Linked DNA regions of Macaca mulatta: region 1 is linked to region 2. A link is a contact called in public Hi-C data. All regions are on one chromosome and are shown on one strand. The core of a region is the stretch at or near the end of the contact, and the rest is flanking DNA. Distances in the headings are between cores, read along the strand shown. Region 1 holds the start of DCPS (decapping enzyme, scavenger). Region 2 holds the start of FOXRED1 (FAD dependent oxidoreductase domain containing 1).

Region 1 (6,191 bases), core at 1,924-4,423, 37 kb after region 2:
TTATATTTTAATCAAAATTATACCCATATTGATGAATTTTGCTTCTAATGAATACATTCCTCTACTATTTCATTTCAAATGTTTCTCTTTTGCTCATTATATTTTAGCTACACAGGTCATTCCTTTTTTTTCAGACGGAGTCTTGCTCTGTCACCCAGGTTGAAGTGCAGTGGTGCGATCTTGGCTCATTGCAACCTGCACCTCCTGAGTTCAAGTGATTCTCCTGCCTCAGCCTCCCAGGTAGCTAGGATTACAGGTGCACACCACCACACCCGGCTAATTTTTGTATTTTTAGTAGAGACTGTGTTTCACCATGTTGGCCAAGCTGGTCTTGAACTCCGGACCTGAAGTGGTCCGCCTGCCTCGGCCTCCCAAAGTGCTGGGATTACAGGTGTAAGCCACTGCGCCCAGCAGTCATTCTTATTTTTTAAAAAATGTCCAGTACGTTACTGCTCTAGGGTCTTTGACAGCTAATATTTACTCTGCCTGGGCTCTTCATATGGCTGGTATGGCTGGTTCCTTCTCCTCATTCAAGTCTCAGCTCAAATGTCACCTTTTGAGAGGCTGACCACGATCATCTTATCTAAAGGGCTTGGCCAGGCATTGTGACGCATGCCTGTAATTCCAGCACTTTGGGAGGTGGGCAGGTCACCTGAGGTCAGGAGTTTGAGACCAGCCTGGCCAACATAGCAAAACCCCGTCTCTACTAAAAATACAAAAATTAGCCAGGTGTGCTAGTGTATACCTGTAATCCCAGCTACTCTGGAGGCTGAGGCAGGAGAGTCGCTTGAACCTGGGAGGCGAAGGTTGCAGTGAGCCAAAATTGCGCCACTGTACTCCAGCCTAGGTGACAGAGTGAGACTCTGTCCCAGATAAAAAAAATGCGGGGGGCTCCTATCCCCAGGCTCTTTCACACTGTCCAGTTTTGTTCTATTAACAGTACTTGGCCTGGCACAGCGGCTAATGCCTGTAATCCCAGCACTTTGGGAGGCTGAGGCAGGCAGATCACGAGGTCAGGAGATCGAGACCATCCTGGCTAACACGGTGAAACCCTGTCTCTACTAAAAACACAAAAAATTAGCCGGGTGTGGTGGCAGGCGCCTGTAGTCCCAGCTACTGGGGAGGCTGAGGCAGGAGAATGGTGTGAACCCGGGAGGTGGAGCTTGCAGTGAGCTGAGATTGCACCACTGCACTCCAGCCTGGGCGACAGAGCGAGACTCCCTCTCCAGGGGAAAACAAAACAAAACAAAATAACAAAACACCATACACAGCACTTAATCATTATCTTGTTTATCTCACGTGCCCCATTTGAATATACATTTTATGAAAGAAGACGCCTCGCTGCCTTGCTCAGAACTAACAGTGGCTGGCACATGGAAAATGGAGACCTGGAGAGGTTAAGAGACTTTTCCAAAGTTGCACAGCTAGTCAGTGTTGGGGCCCGACTTCATGGCTCTCAATTCTGGGCTCTTTTTGTAAAAACGTAGCTACTTTGGCAAGGTGCGGTGGCTCACACCCGTAATGCCAGCACTTTGGGAGGCCCAGGCGGACGGATCACGACCTCAGGAGTTCGAGACCAGACTGGCCAACACAGTGAAACCCTGACTCTACTAAAAATACAAAATATTAGCTGGGCTGGTGGCACGCGCCTGTAATCCCAACTACTCAGGAGGCTGAGGCAGGAGAATCGCTTGAACCCGGAAGGCGGAGGTTGCAGTGAGCCGAGATGGCGCCATTGCACTCTGGCCTGGGTGACAGATCCTAAGTCTCTCCTAATAATGCTTTCTGCATCACAAAAAAAAAGCAGTCTTTTATCCAACTCCTAATCTATATTTCTGGTAGAAGTAATCCAAAAATCAAACTAACACATGGTACACTTTGTTACTGACCAAAACTGACTGTAAGTTGCATCTTGTTGCTAATGTTGAAAATGGCAAAAACTGTCCCATTAGATCTGTCTGAAAACTAAACTCAAATCACTGGCAAAAATAATGTGTGGCTGACTTAAACGATGTAACTCTTTTTTTGTTGTTTTTGAGACGGAGTCTTGCGCTGTCGCCAGGCTGGCGTGCAGTGGTGCTATCTGGGCTCACTGCAACACTCCGCCTCCCGCGTTCAAGCGATTCTCCCGCCTCCGCCTCCGCGAGGCTGGGACTACAGGGGCCGGCCACCACGCCCGGGTAAATTTTTAATTTTTGTATTTTTAGTAGAGACAGGGTTTCACCATGTTGGCCAGGATGGTCTCGCTATCTTAACCTCGTGATCCGCACACCTCGACCTTTCAGGGGGCTGAGATTACAGGCGTGAATCACCGCGCCGGGCCGTAAGCACCAACTCTTGACAAAATTTAGATCTGTTAAATAACACCAGCGAAAAACGGGCTAACCAGAAACAATGGTCACTAAAGAAACCCTCAACAGCAGAAGTTACAAGTAATAATTTCATACAGCAAAAAAAAAAAAGAGAAACGAAACCCTGGGAGACGAATCATCCTGCAAATCATAACCCTGGGTAGCGGGGCAGAAATACAGGCCAACCAGAGAGAGAGGCATGGGATGCCTCCAGCCCGGAAATAAGTGGGTGATGGAAATGGTTCTTCTGGCCCTATTCGTTTACCTTTCTTGTCAGCGGAAAGGTGCTGAGTCTACAAAGTAAAAAACTGATCACGACGAAAATTTCTGCAAAGTAATTAAAATGGAAGAAACATGGAAATGACCTAAATACTCGGTATAAAAAATCGACCAAGGAATAAAATGGGTTCACGGATTTGCGTCAGAAACGTTGCTTCCCTTATAATTGGTCAACGTCGGTGAAACTATGATTAAAATGTCAGTATTCAAACAAGGCCTCCAACACTCCCGTGGCCCAAGGGGGTCTTCGGCTCCCACCCCGGGGCACGGGCCTGGGGGTCCCTCTTCACTGCGCAGCCACCTCTAGCCCGCCGCTTTCGGGACTCTCAACCTTCTTTTCCCTTCCCTGAGGGCCGGCCAGCACCACAACCGGGCCAAAGGCAGTAACTTGGTTGAAAGACGCGCCCTGGGACAGGTCAGCGGGCTCCGCTTTGCGATGCACGCAGCCCGCAGGAGCCGGCGCCAGAGCAGGGTACGCCGGGAGTTAGCAGCCCAGCCAGGCCGCTAGGCTGGGGCGAGGGGCGGGGCCGGCGCAGGGCGCGCAGGCGCACGGCGCCTTCCTGGCAGCATGGCGGACGCAGCCCCTCAACTCGGCAAGAGAAAGCGTGAATTGGACGTGGAGGAGGCCCACGCCGCCAGCACAGAAGAAAAGGAGGCAGGAGTTGGAAATGGTACCTGTGCTCCTGTGCGCTTACCATTCTCGGGCTTCAGAGTGCAGAAAGTGCTGAGGGAGTCTGCGCGGGACAAAATCATTTTCCTACACGGGAAGGTACCAGGAGGCAACCCTGAGGCGGGATGCGGGAAGCGGTGAACCAATCATCGCCTTGGAGGCGGATTTTTTTTTTCGGATCTCGGCCGGAAAATACCAATCATTATCACTCGGGGGAGGTGGGAGTGCGCTACTAGAATGCATAGAGGGGCGGTAAAAGGCGGCAAGATTGCCCTTGAAATTAAGGCAATGAACACATCTAGCTCTAATTTTTCTAATGTCTCTTTCACTAGAAATATCTACTAGGAGAGTGTATTGTAGATTAAAGATCACATGTTACATTCCCCAAGCCGTTCATCCATTTATGTGTATAGGGACTAGGAACCCAGTAAATGTTAGATGTCTTGCTCATCCCTGTCGCTGGAAACATGTCCCTCAGTCCATGAGACTGTAGGAGATGTGATCTCTGCCTTACACGACTTCAGCCCTAACAGGAGAACAACAGAGAACAATATATTATAATTGTTAATTCAGTTCTACACGCGCGCTTTCAAGCATGCCAGACACTAACCTCGGTCCTGAGAATGTGGAGATGAAAGTTACCATCCCTGATCTTCAGGACTACGGAATATTTCTGGCGAGACAGATACAGCTTGCTCCAATACCAGCGTGCTTAGCAGTCTGGCAGGGGCTGAGGAGAGATGGAGACCATTCCAGGAACTAGTGAGGAGGCCTAGCCAGGGCAGGTATGGGGGTTCCCCAGAACTACTAGCAGGAACTCTCACCTTTGGGAGGATCAGGGAACCTTGGCCTAGGCTTCCATGCGTCTGTATCTGTTTTTTTTTTTTTTGTTGTTGTTTTTATTTATTTATTTTGAGACGGAGTCTCTTCTCTCTGTCGCCCAGGCTAGAGAGCAGTGGTGTGATCACTGCAACCTCCATCTCCCGAGTTCAAACGATTCTCCCTGCCTCAGCCTCCCGAGTAGATGGGATTACAGGCGCCCGCCGCCATGCCCAGCTAATTTTTGTATTTTTAGTAGCGACGGGGTTTCCCCATGTTGGCCAGGCTGGTCTCGAACTCCTGACCTCAGGTGATCCGCCTGCCTCTGCTTCCCAAAGTGCTGGGATTATAGGCGTGAGCCACCGCACCCAGCCTTATTTTTTATTTATTTATTTTTTGTATGAGGCTCTGTCTGATTTTCTCAGCCCAGCTGTCCTCAGTGTGCAGCACCTGTTGAAGGTGTTAGCCATGAGAGCTTTCGAGCTAGGAGTCACTTGGGAGACCCAGGTTCTAGTTTCTGTTTCAGTGCTGACTGTTCGTGTGACTTTGGGCAAGTCACTCAAGATCTGTTTTTCATCTTTTCTTCTGAAATGGGGAGAACTTGACAGAAGTCTTGTAAGCCTAAAATGGAAGACAACTGAGAAGCCTTGTATTCTGGGGAAGAAAGGTGTGAGAGCTGCCACAAGGATTTGTGTGGAGATGCCTTCTCTGTCTGGGCACGGTGGCTCACGCCTGTGATCCCAGCACTTTGGGAGGCCGAGGCAGGCGGATCATTTGAGGTCGGGGGTTCAAGACCAGCCTGGCCAACATGATGAAACCCTGTCTCTACTAAAAATACAAAAATTAGCCAGGTGTGGTGACATGCGCTTGTAATCCCAGCTACTTGGGAGGCTGTGGCAGGAGAATTGCTTGAACCCAGGAGGTGGAGGTTGCAGTGAGCCGAGATTGCGCCATTGCACTCCAGCCTGGGCGACAGAGCAAGACTCCATCTCAAAAAAAAAGACAGATGCCTTCTCTGAGAAAAGAAATGTGAGTGCCATTGGCTAGACTTCCCAGAAGGAAAACTTCAGGGAAGGAAATCCCAAGTACTTTCAAAGTTGATTTCAAAGGCCCGGGAGCTTCTGTCTCTGCTCTCCACAGTCTCATTGTGGTTCTGCCCTTGAGCCCACTGATGATGCCTCTACCCACAGGTGAATGAGTCCTCTGGGGATGGGGATGGAGAGGATGCCGTTGTGATCCTGGAGAAGACACCATTTCAGGTGGAACAGGTGGCTCAGCTCCTGACAGGCAGCCCTGAGCTCCAGTTGCAGTTCTCCAATGATATCTACAGCACCTATCACTTGTTCCCTCCAAGACAACTGAGTGGTGAGCAAGAGGTGGCCAAGGTGGCTGTATGGAGGGAGAATGGGATGGTGGGAAATTAGGTGGTATAGTGACCAGACTTTCTATTTGCATATTCTAGTACAATAGAGAGATTTCCTCCCTAGTGGACATTTGGCCATCGGTTAAGACATTTTTGGTTGTCAGAATGAGGGGTGGTGGTGGGGTGTTACTTCTGGCATCTAGTGGGTGGAGACCAAGAATGCTGCTAAACACCTTACAATATACAGGACAGGCTCCCACAGCAAAGTAATGTCAATAGTGCTGAAACTCAGAAACCTGGCCGGGCACGGTGGCCTTTGCCTGTAATCCCAGCACTTTGGGAGGCCAAGGCAGGCAGATCACCTGAGGTCGGGAGTTCAAGACCAGACTCTTGGCCAACATGGTGAAACCTCATCTCTACTAAAAATACAAAATTTAGCCAGGGTGGTGGTGCTCACCTGTAATCCCAGCTACTTGGGAGGCTGAGGTGGGAGACTCGCTTGAACCCAGGAGGCAGAGGTTGCAGTGAGCTGAGATTGCACCACTGCACTCCAGCCTGGGTGACAGAGCAAAACCCTGTCTCAAAAAAAAAAAAAAGAGAGAAACCTTGTTCTAGTGTAGTATGTTTTAGGGAGAGAGTGTGATTTATGGGACAGAATAATAGATTTTTTTTTTTTTTTTTAATGGAGTCTTGCTCTGTCGCCCAGGCT
Region 2 (7,078 bases), core at 4,177-6,676:
CAGTGATTTTAACATGATTAGGCCCTCCTTGCAGATGGCGGCTGTGCTGAACGGGGAATGGGGTTGGAAGGAGCCACAAGCCCCCTCGCTCTGCCTTTGTACTACACTGAAGACAAGTTGCTCACATACTCTAAAGCACATTCTTGATACAGGAAGAAGGGCTTGTGGGGAAAGCGGCAATTTGGTATTGGGCAAGAGCCATGTTAAGCCTTCATGAGGGCAGCCACCACAGCCTTGGCATTGAGGCTGCGTAGGTCACAGTAGGTCTGGCCGGTGCCCACAAAGACGATGGGTTTGCTTGTGATGTACGTCATAGAAATAGCAGCTCCCACCTAAGTGGAGAAAGGGGACAGCCAATCAACACGAGCCCACTTTTCACTCGCCCTCTCAGGAACAGGAAGTGCTGGAGCCAAGGCTTCCTTGCAGCCTCAGCTCCTTTGCGGAGGATGCCCACTCCACCCTCCAGTCTCACGTTTACCTTGTCATCAATGGTATCAAATTTGGTAAGAACAATGCCATCAATGAGCCGAGGTGTCTGAGCCATAGAATGGTCAGCCAAGGCTCTATTGAACTTGACCTGGAAAGAAAAAAGGTGACAGAAGTGTAAGAACCATCTACATTGACTAAAGCTTAAGTTGTAAAGGGAACTGGGCCCACACTCTCACCAGCTGGTCCACGGCTTCATTGCCTACTAAGGCTTCTCCTACAAACAGCACCAAGTCGGGTGTATTGACAGTAATGAGTTTGGCCAGGGCAGTCATCAGAGGGGCATTGTCTTGCATGCGGCCCGCCGTGTCCACCAGCACCACGTCAAAGCCTTGGTTACGTGCTAAAGAAAGAAAGTGGTCAACTCTGAAAACCTGGACTACAACTAATCTCATTCCCAGCTTCCTTTCAGAAAATCCTAGTTTGGCTACCTGTTCACTGTCTTGGGCCCTGGATTTGGTTCCAAGGTAATGTGAGACAAACTTGATTGTATGCTTGGCCATCACCAAACATGTTCAGGAAAAGGAGGATAACAGGATAAAGGTGACCAAATTCAGGCTTCTTTGGTTAGGGTGTATTAACTTTGCCTGCAACTATATCTATTACCCAAAAGCAGAGCATGGCAAGTAACTGATCTGACTTTTTACTGTAATTAACGAGTCTGTAGTAGCACAAGCCTGATCTGCAAATTCCAAGAAAATCAAAGGAGGAAAAGGGACCCCAAATAAGCCCCCCGACTTCCCGTGCACTGTACCAAAAGCAATGGCTTCCATAGCAATGCCAGCAGCATCCTTGCCATAGCCCTTTTCAAACAACTGCACCATGGTGCGGCCACCATGCTTCTCTGGAGGGTGTAGGGCACTCAAACGCCGGGTGTGTGTACGCAGCTGCTCCACAGCTCCGGCACGAAATGTATCACAGGCAGCAATGAGGACACTGAAGCCATTCTCTAACAACCAGAAGGAAATCTGTGAAAAAGAAGTGAGAAAAGTCACCTAAAGCCAGGATTTTGAGACACAAGAAGTACACAAATATCAGCGACAGGCTGGGGAACTGCACTGACCTTGGCAAGATTAGTAGATTTCCCCACTCCATTAACACCACAGAAGGTGACGACGTAAGGGCGCTGGCGACGCTGGGCGTCCATGATGTCCCGGAGCATGTCTACACGACGCTGTGGCTGCAGAATCTGCACCAGGGACTCCTGTAGGGCTTGCTTTACTGTGGAAGTCACCGCTGAAAGAGGAGGTGGAGGACGTTTGCAGCTGTGTAAAGAATGCTCTCAAAAATGCCTAACACCTTTCTGAGCTAAGGGGACTAAGACAGTTAACTAGACTCTTTTCCCAGAAATCCAGAACAGACGCACATTACAAGGACTAACTCATTTAATCCTCTCAATAACCCTTAAAATCTAGGTTACAGAGATTTAGAGGTTAAGGATTTTGCCAAAAGTCACATACCTCGTAAGAACAGAGGTCTGTGCACTTAACCTCTTGGTACACATAAGCACTTTCTCACTTAGGGCAGTACTTACTGCTGAACGTCCCCATCACCTTCCCTTCCAGCTTGTTGGCAACGGATTCACAGAGCTGGACGGCAATGTCTGCAGCCACGTTCTTAGCTGAGGAGGGGGACAGGTAGGTCAGTTCCATGTCAGCAACAACCAGTCTTTATCGTGCAGGTGAGAAACGCTAGTGAGTCTGCGCTCAATTACCTGTATCCCGTGAACATGAGTCAGCCCGGTCCTCAGAGCTTACCAATTAGATGATCACGCATCTTGTCCAGCACAGATTCCATGTCTTCACGACTCAAGCTCTTTGAACCCACAAGGCCCTTCAGCATACCAAACATGCCACCCAGTGTGCCCTTGGTCGCACTGCAGGGACAGGAGATGACAAATATACATAGAGCGAGTAGGTGGGAGTTGTATCTTACCAGTTTTGCAGATGCATATGCCACTCCCCCACTTGAAATCTCCCTACCTAGGCTTGGTGGAGTTTTGAGCAGCCCCTTCGTCGTCGGAGCTGCTGCAGTCCAGATCCTGAAGCTGCCCCCCAGGCCCAGTCCCTCGAATCTGGAAGATACAGGGAAAGGAGATGGGGCCAGAAACACTAAGGTCTCTGAGGAAGAAGTCCACATTGCTCTATCTCTTTCATTTGGGGAAGCTCCAAGTATAACTTACCCCTCATTCATATCCAAGTATCATGTTCCCACACTCTACTTCCTCCCAATTTGTTATTAAAGATAACCTTCACTTTGACCCCTGTTGCCTCTTACCAAGTTGATGTCCTCAGACAAGGCAGCCTCAGGGCTTCCATTGGTGGTGGGAGTACTGTAATCCAACACTTCTTTGTTAGCACAGCCACCCAGTTCCCACACCCGGGGCGCTTTTTTGCCCTTCTCCTTTGGAGCATCTGACTTCGTGGACTTGCTGCAACAGGTTATGGTGGAGAAGCAGGAAAGGAAACATGAGCCGGAGACCAGAACTCCCTTGCACCCATCATGTCTAGATAACAGTATTTTGAGAGTACTGAAGAAAGAGTGCTCACTTGGACTTCTCCATACCCCTCCCATGCTTCTGAATGAACTCCTCTCGCTTCCTGCGGATCAGCTCCTCTTTGGAAAGTTCTACTCCGTTCTCAGGACCCACTGGAAGACCTGACTTTTCTGCAGGGACGGCTTTGCTGGTAGCCAAAGGACCATCAGAACCTGTTGGGAAAAAACTCACTGAAGGAAAAAAAAAGACAATCTCAACCACTAGACAATGGCTAAAAGTCTTCCAAATTGTTCAAAGGAAATTTGGACCAAACATCTTGGAGTTCACAAGGCCTGGGGATTATAGGATGGTGAGCATTTGAGTGAGGAGGAGGCAAGCAATGACAGAAAGAAGGAACACCTCAGTCCTTAGCACCGTCTTAACACCTTTCACATCCCAGTGTATCCAAAGAACTCAAACTCGCCTTCCTTCTTGGCCCCCTTTTTTTTGCTATTCTTTGCTTTTTCCTTGGGCTTTTCCCCGCGTGTCTCAATCATGGACCTCACAGGTTTCTTGGCCTTTTCAGAATCTTCAAATTTCTTCATGGTAGTGGGAGCTCGGATCTTACTGCTCTCCTCTGCTTCACTAAACAAAAAAGAGAATGGTTTATCTTTCTACCCCGTGCAGGAGGAAAAATAACAGTCCAGAGAAAGGACTCTCACACCTAAGAGGACAATGAGAACTGGGGAGCAAATTAGGAGTGTCTTTGAACACACCAATTTACCACCCTTGAACCACCTTCAGAGAGATCATCAAATCAGGGAAATAAATTGATTTTAGAGAAGGCAGGCCTCTCACCGAAGGAGCCGCAGGAAGTCATTTTGGAAATCAAAAGTGCCATTTAATAAACTCAAAGCACTTTGCTGTTGGATCTCCGTGCGGTACTTGTCCCGAAACAGCCGGTGCACGTCATCTATCAATTTGTCTACATACGTCAGTGTCAGGATCTTCTGAAAACCAACCTGTTTAGGGGAAGAAACAGAGCCAACAGATCTGCTTACATGCCAGCCTAGAATGGAGGGACGCCAACTCAACCCTGGCTTTCAGAGATAGTTCAGCTACCTGGCCGGTTTCCCTGTCCTGACAGGCAGCCAAGCTCCCTGCCTGGGCCCAGTAGCTGCTGTTTTCCCCCATCTACCTTTCTAGTTTTTTCAGTTACGTCATCATATACACTGGCTGCAATTAATCAGAGTTCTCTTAATAATCAGGACTATGTTAACAATGTAATCGTCCCTCTACAACATCCCACTTACCACAAACACCAGCTCAAACTGGTTGTCCAATTTATACTTGAGTGTGAGTGCCTCATGGGTGAAGGAGTTGTTACCTCCCCGTTCCTGGAGAAAGAGTATGTCTCAGTGTTCAGACCATCCCCAGAAAACCCAGGTTTGGGCCCTGGGTTTGGATTACCTTTGGGAAAAAGCCAGACATTTCCCTCAAACTCAAATCTGTCCCCAGGACAAGAGGATGCTGGGGCACTTCTCTCTGGCATTCTACCAGAAATGAAAGAAGATAACCAAGTTGGGGGAAGGAGGTGAGAGGCAGCAAGGCACATAGGAGCCAAAACGAAAGTAGTCATATAAACAATCAGATTATTAGCAGCTATACAGCATTCAGTTTTGTAAAGGTGTTTTCCCATCTGTTATTTCACCTAGCCTCGAAACAACAAAACCAAGCTGCTGGGGATAAATAGAGGGAGCGGAGGGGAATACCAAAGGCGCCGGAATTCGGCTAGAGTCCAGACGCCGGAGTGGGGGTCGTCACTAAGTTGTGGGTACTCTGAAGGGGACGAGAAAACGAAGCGGAGCCCGGGTTACGCGTGAGTGGCCAGTTTGAGGTGGGCGGGGAGGGTGGGAGGAGGCGCGGAATAGAATCGAAGGGACCATGGATCGGGTCAGGAAAGAAGAGCCTGGAGTTCTGATCCCACGGGGGCGGTACCTGCAGCAGCACGGAACGAATCAACGCGTTAACAGGCCCGGTGCATGAGTCGCTAACGCCCTGGAAGCACCAGAGCACAAGCCCACCCTTGGAGAAAATGGTGAAGAAGTCGAGCATGGCGGCAGCGGCAGAGGAGCTGGGGCCGGCGCCGGGAATTCAGGCCGCGATAGCCGCCGCTTCCTGCTGCGCCAAGCGCGGGACACGTCACACCAGCGGCCCCGGAAACCGGCTCAACGCACTTCCGCTCGGAAAGCTGGGTGCCCTCCCCATCTCCGCCCGAGGGCGCGCAGGCCTGACGTATCTCAAGGCCAGCCAATGGCGGGTGGGAGCGGGCCTGGGCGGGGCTCCCGGAGAGGTCACGGGGAGACCGCCACCTTTAGCGTGGGGGGGCGGAGCCCTGAGGGCCACTGGCCAATTGGCGCGCTCGTCTGAATGGCGTTTGGCGCGGAGCAGTGACGGCTGGGATAATAGCGAGGCAGCTGTGCGGCTCTCAGAGGGTGCCGGTCTCAGAGGGGCCATGATTCGGAGGGTTCTGCCGCACGGCTTGGGCCGGGGCCTCTTGACCCGGAGGCCAGGCACTCGCAGAGGAGGCTTTTCTCTGGGTAAAGTTGAGGACGACAGAGGGTATTGTGGTTCTGGGGTGTCCCCAACCTCCGACTGTGTGTCCTTCAGGACCCGAAACCGTGGCCCACACTGGCAGGACAGTGGGTCGGCTTGGGGAAGGGGGTAAGCTTGCCTACCAGAGCTTGTACGGGCGGTGCAGGTGTATGGCTCCCAAGGCAGCCCTTCTCAGGTGGCAGATCTCACATCATTCTACGTTTCCGGTTACAGTCAGACTGATTGATAGGTGGTACAGATGTGCATTAAGTCCTGCCCGCGTTCAGGATGCTGTACTTAGTGCTGTTGCGGTGAAGGAGTGAAGAGAAGACGGGATTCAGTGAATGTCCTGGAAGATGGCTAGAGTGTACCTAGAGAGGGAAAATTTCAATAGACAGTAGGCCAGTTCAAGACTGGATAGAGGCCGGGCGCGGTGACTCACGCCTGTAATCCTAGCACTTTGGGAGGTCGAGGCGGGTGGATTACCCGAGCTCAAGAGTTCGAGACCAGCCTGAGCAACATGGTGAAACCCCGTCTCTACTAAAAATACAAAAATTAGCTAGATGTGGTAGTGGGCTCCTGTAATCCCAGCTATTCGGGAGGCTGAGGCGGGAGAATCGCTTGAACCCGGAAGGCGAAGGTTGCAGTGAGCCGAGATCACGCCATTGCACTCCAGCCTGGGTGACAGAGCGAAACTCCATCTCAAAAAAAAAAGATTGGATAGAACTCAACTTAAAGAATGCTTTGCACTGCTAGCTAGTATAATGGCGGAATTACATGGAGCAGGTGGGAACTGAGATCAGCCTTGAAGGATGTTTACTGGCTTAAGAAAGGTGTGTGTTCCTGTCTCTGAATAATTGAGTGCAGATTAGGAGAAAAATATTGTTCTTGTGCAAGGAACTAGCAAAAGCCATCTAGATAGACAGTGTGAGTAGTAGCATGAAATGTAGTGTGGACAGGTGAGCTAAGGCCAGACCAAAGAAAGATTGCGGTGCTGCTGAGAAGAGTTTGAGTGAGGTATGAAATGGCAAAATGATTAATTTATTTAAGGTACTTACTGAGCACTTAAAATATGCCGGGTGTTACCATAGGCTGGAGATTCAGTGGTGAAGGTGAACACAGCCTACCCCTCATGGATTTTAGAGTATGTAACAATACAAACTCAAAGCTGCAAGTGTGTCCAAAAGACCATGTAGAGTTTGAGCTGGTCTGGGGGTCAGGAAAGGCTTTCCAAGCAAGGAATTAACTAGGCAAGGAAGTGGACACAGTTTCAAAGCAGAGAGCACGTGTAGGTTCCCCGTGGTGGGAGGAAATAAGGTGCCATCAAGGAACTAAAGGGCCTGGAGTGTAGGGGAGGATAAGATGAACAGGAGCGAGATTGTGCAGTACCTTACAGGCTCTGTTTACGACTTTGGACTTTGGTTCTTAGAGTAATGGAAACTCACTGAAGGGTTTTAATCAAGAGCGTTTTTTATTAAATTTGTGTTTTGAAAAGATATTTCTAGGCCGCGCGCGGTGGCT

What was found. A called contact is a pair of places that touch in the nucleus more often than the background predicts.
Region 1: a Hi-C map of CD4 T cells shows a contact between it and region 2, with 1.9 times the contacts expected there. The contact joins the promoter of DCPS here to the promoter of FOXRED1 in region 2. A contact is called at or near these places in 2 of 14 Hi-C or Micro-C datasets (CD4 T cells and blood).

The regions. Positions count from the first base shown.
Region 1 is chr14:126,701,414-126,707,604 of T2T-MMU8v2.0, forward strand. DCPS (decapping enzyme, scavenger) reads left to right here and starts at 3,174. Exons shown (of 7, transcript XM_015116079.3): 1 at 3,174-3,399; 2 at 5,310-5,484. The coding sequence starts at 3,199. LOC114672435 (a long non-coding RNA gene) reads right to left here and starts at 3,417. Exons shown (of 3, transcript XR_013404374.1): 1 at 3,326-3,417.
Region 2 is chr14:126,662,079-126,669,156 of T2T-MMU8v2.0, forward strand. FOXRED1 (FAD dependent oxidoreductase domain containing 1) reads left to right here and starts at 5,427. Exons shown (of 10, transcript XM_077964638.1): 1 at 5,427-5,562. SRPRA (SRP receptor subunit alpha) reads right to left here and starts at 5,181. Exons shown (of 14, transcript NM_001266746.1): 1 at 4,961-5,181; 2 at 4,276-4,359; 3 at 3,821-3,984; 4 at 3,447-3,607; 5 at 3,036-3,195; 6 at 2,764-2,917; 7 at 2,469-2,560; 8 at 2,244-2,362; 9 at 2,021-2,107; 10 at 1,550-1,722; 11 at 1,241-1,454; 12 at 666-829; 13 at 479-577; 14 at 1-332. The coding sequence starts at 5,077. The coding sequence ends at 204.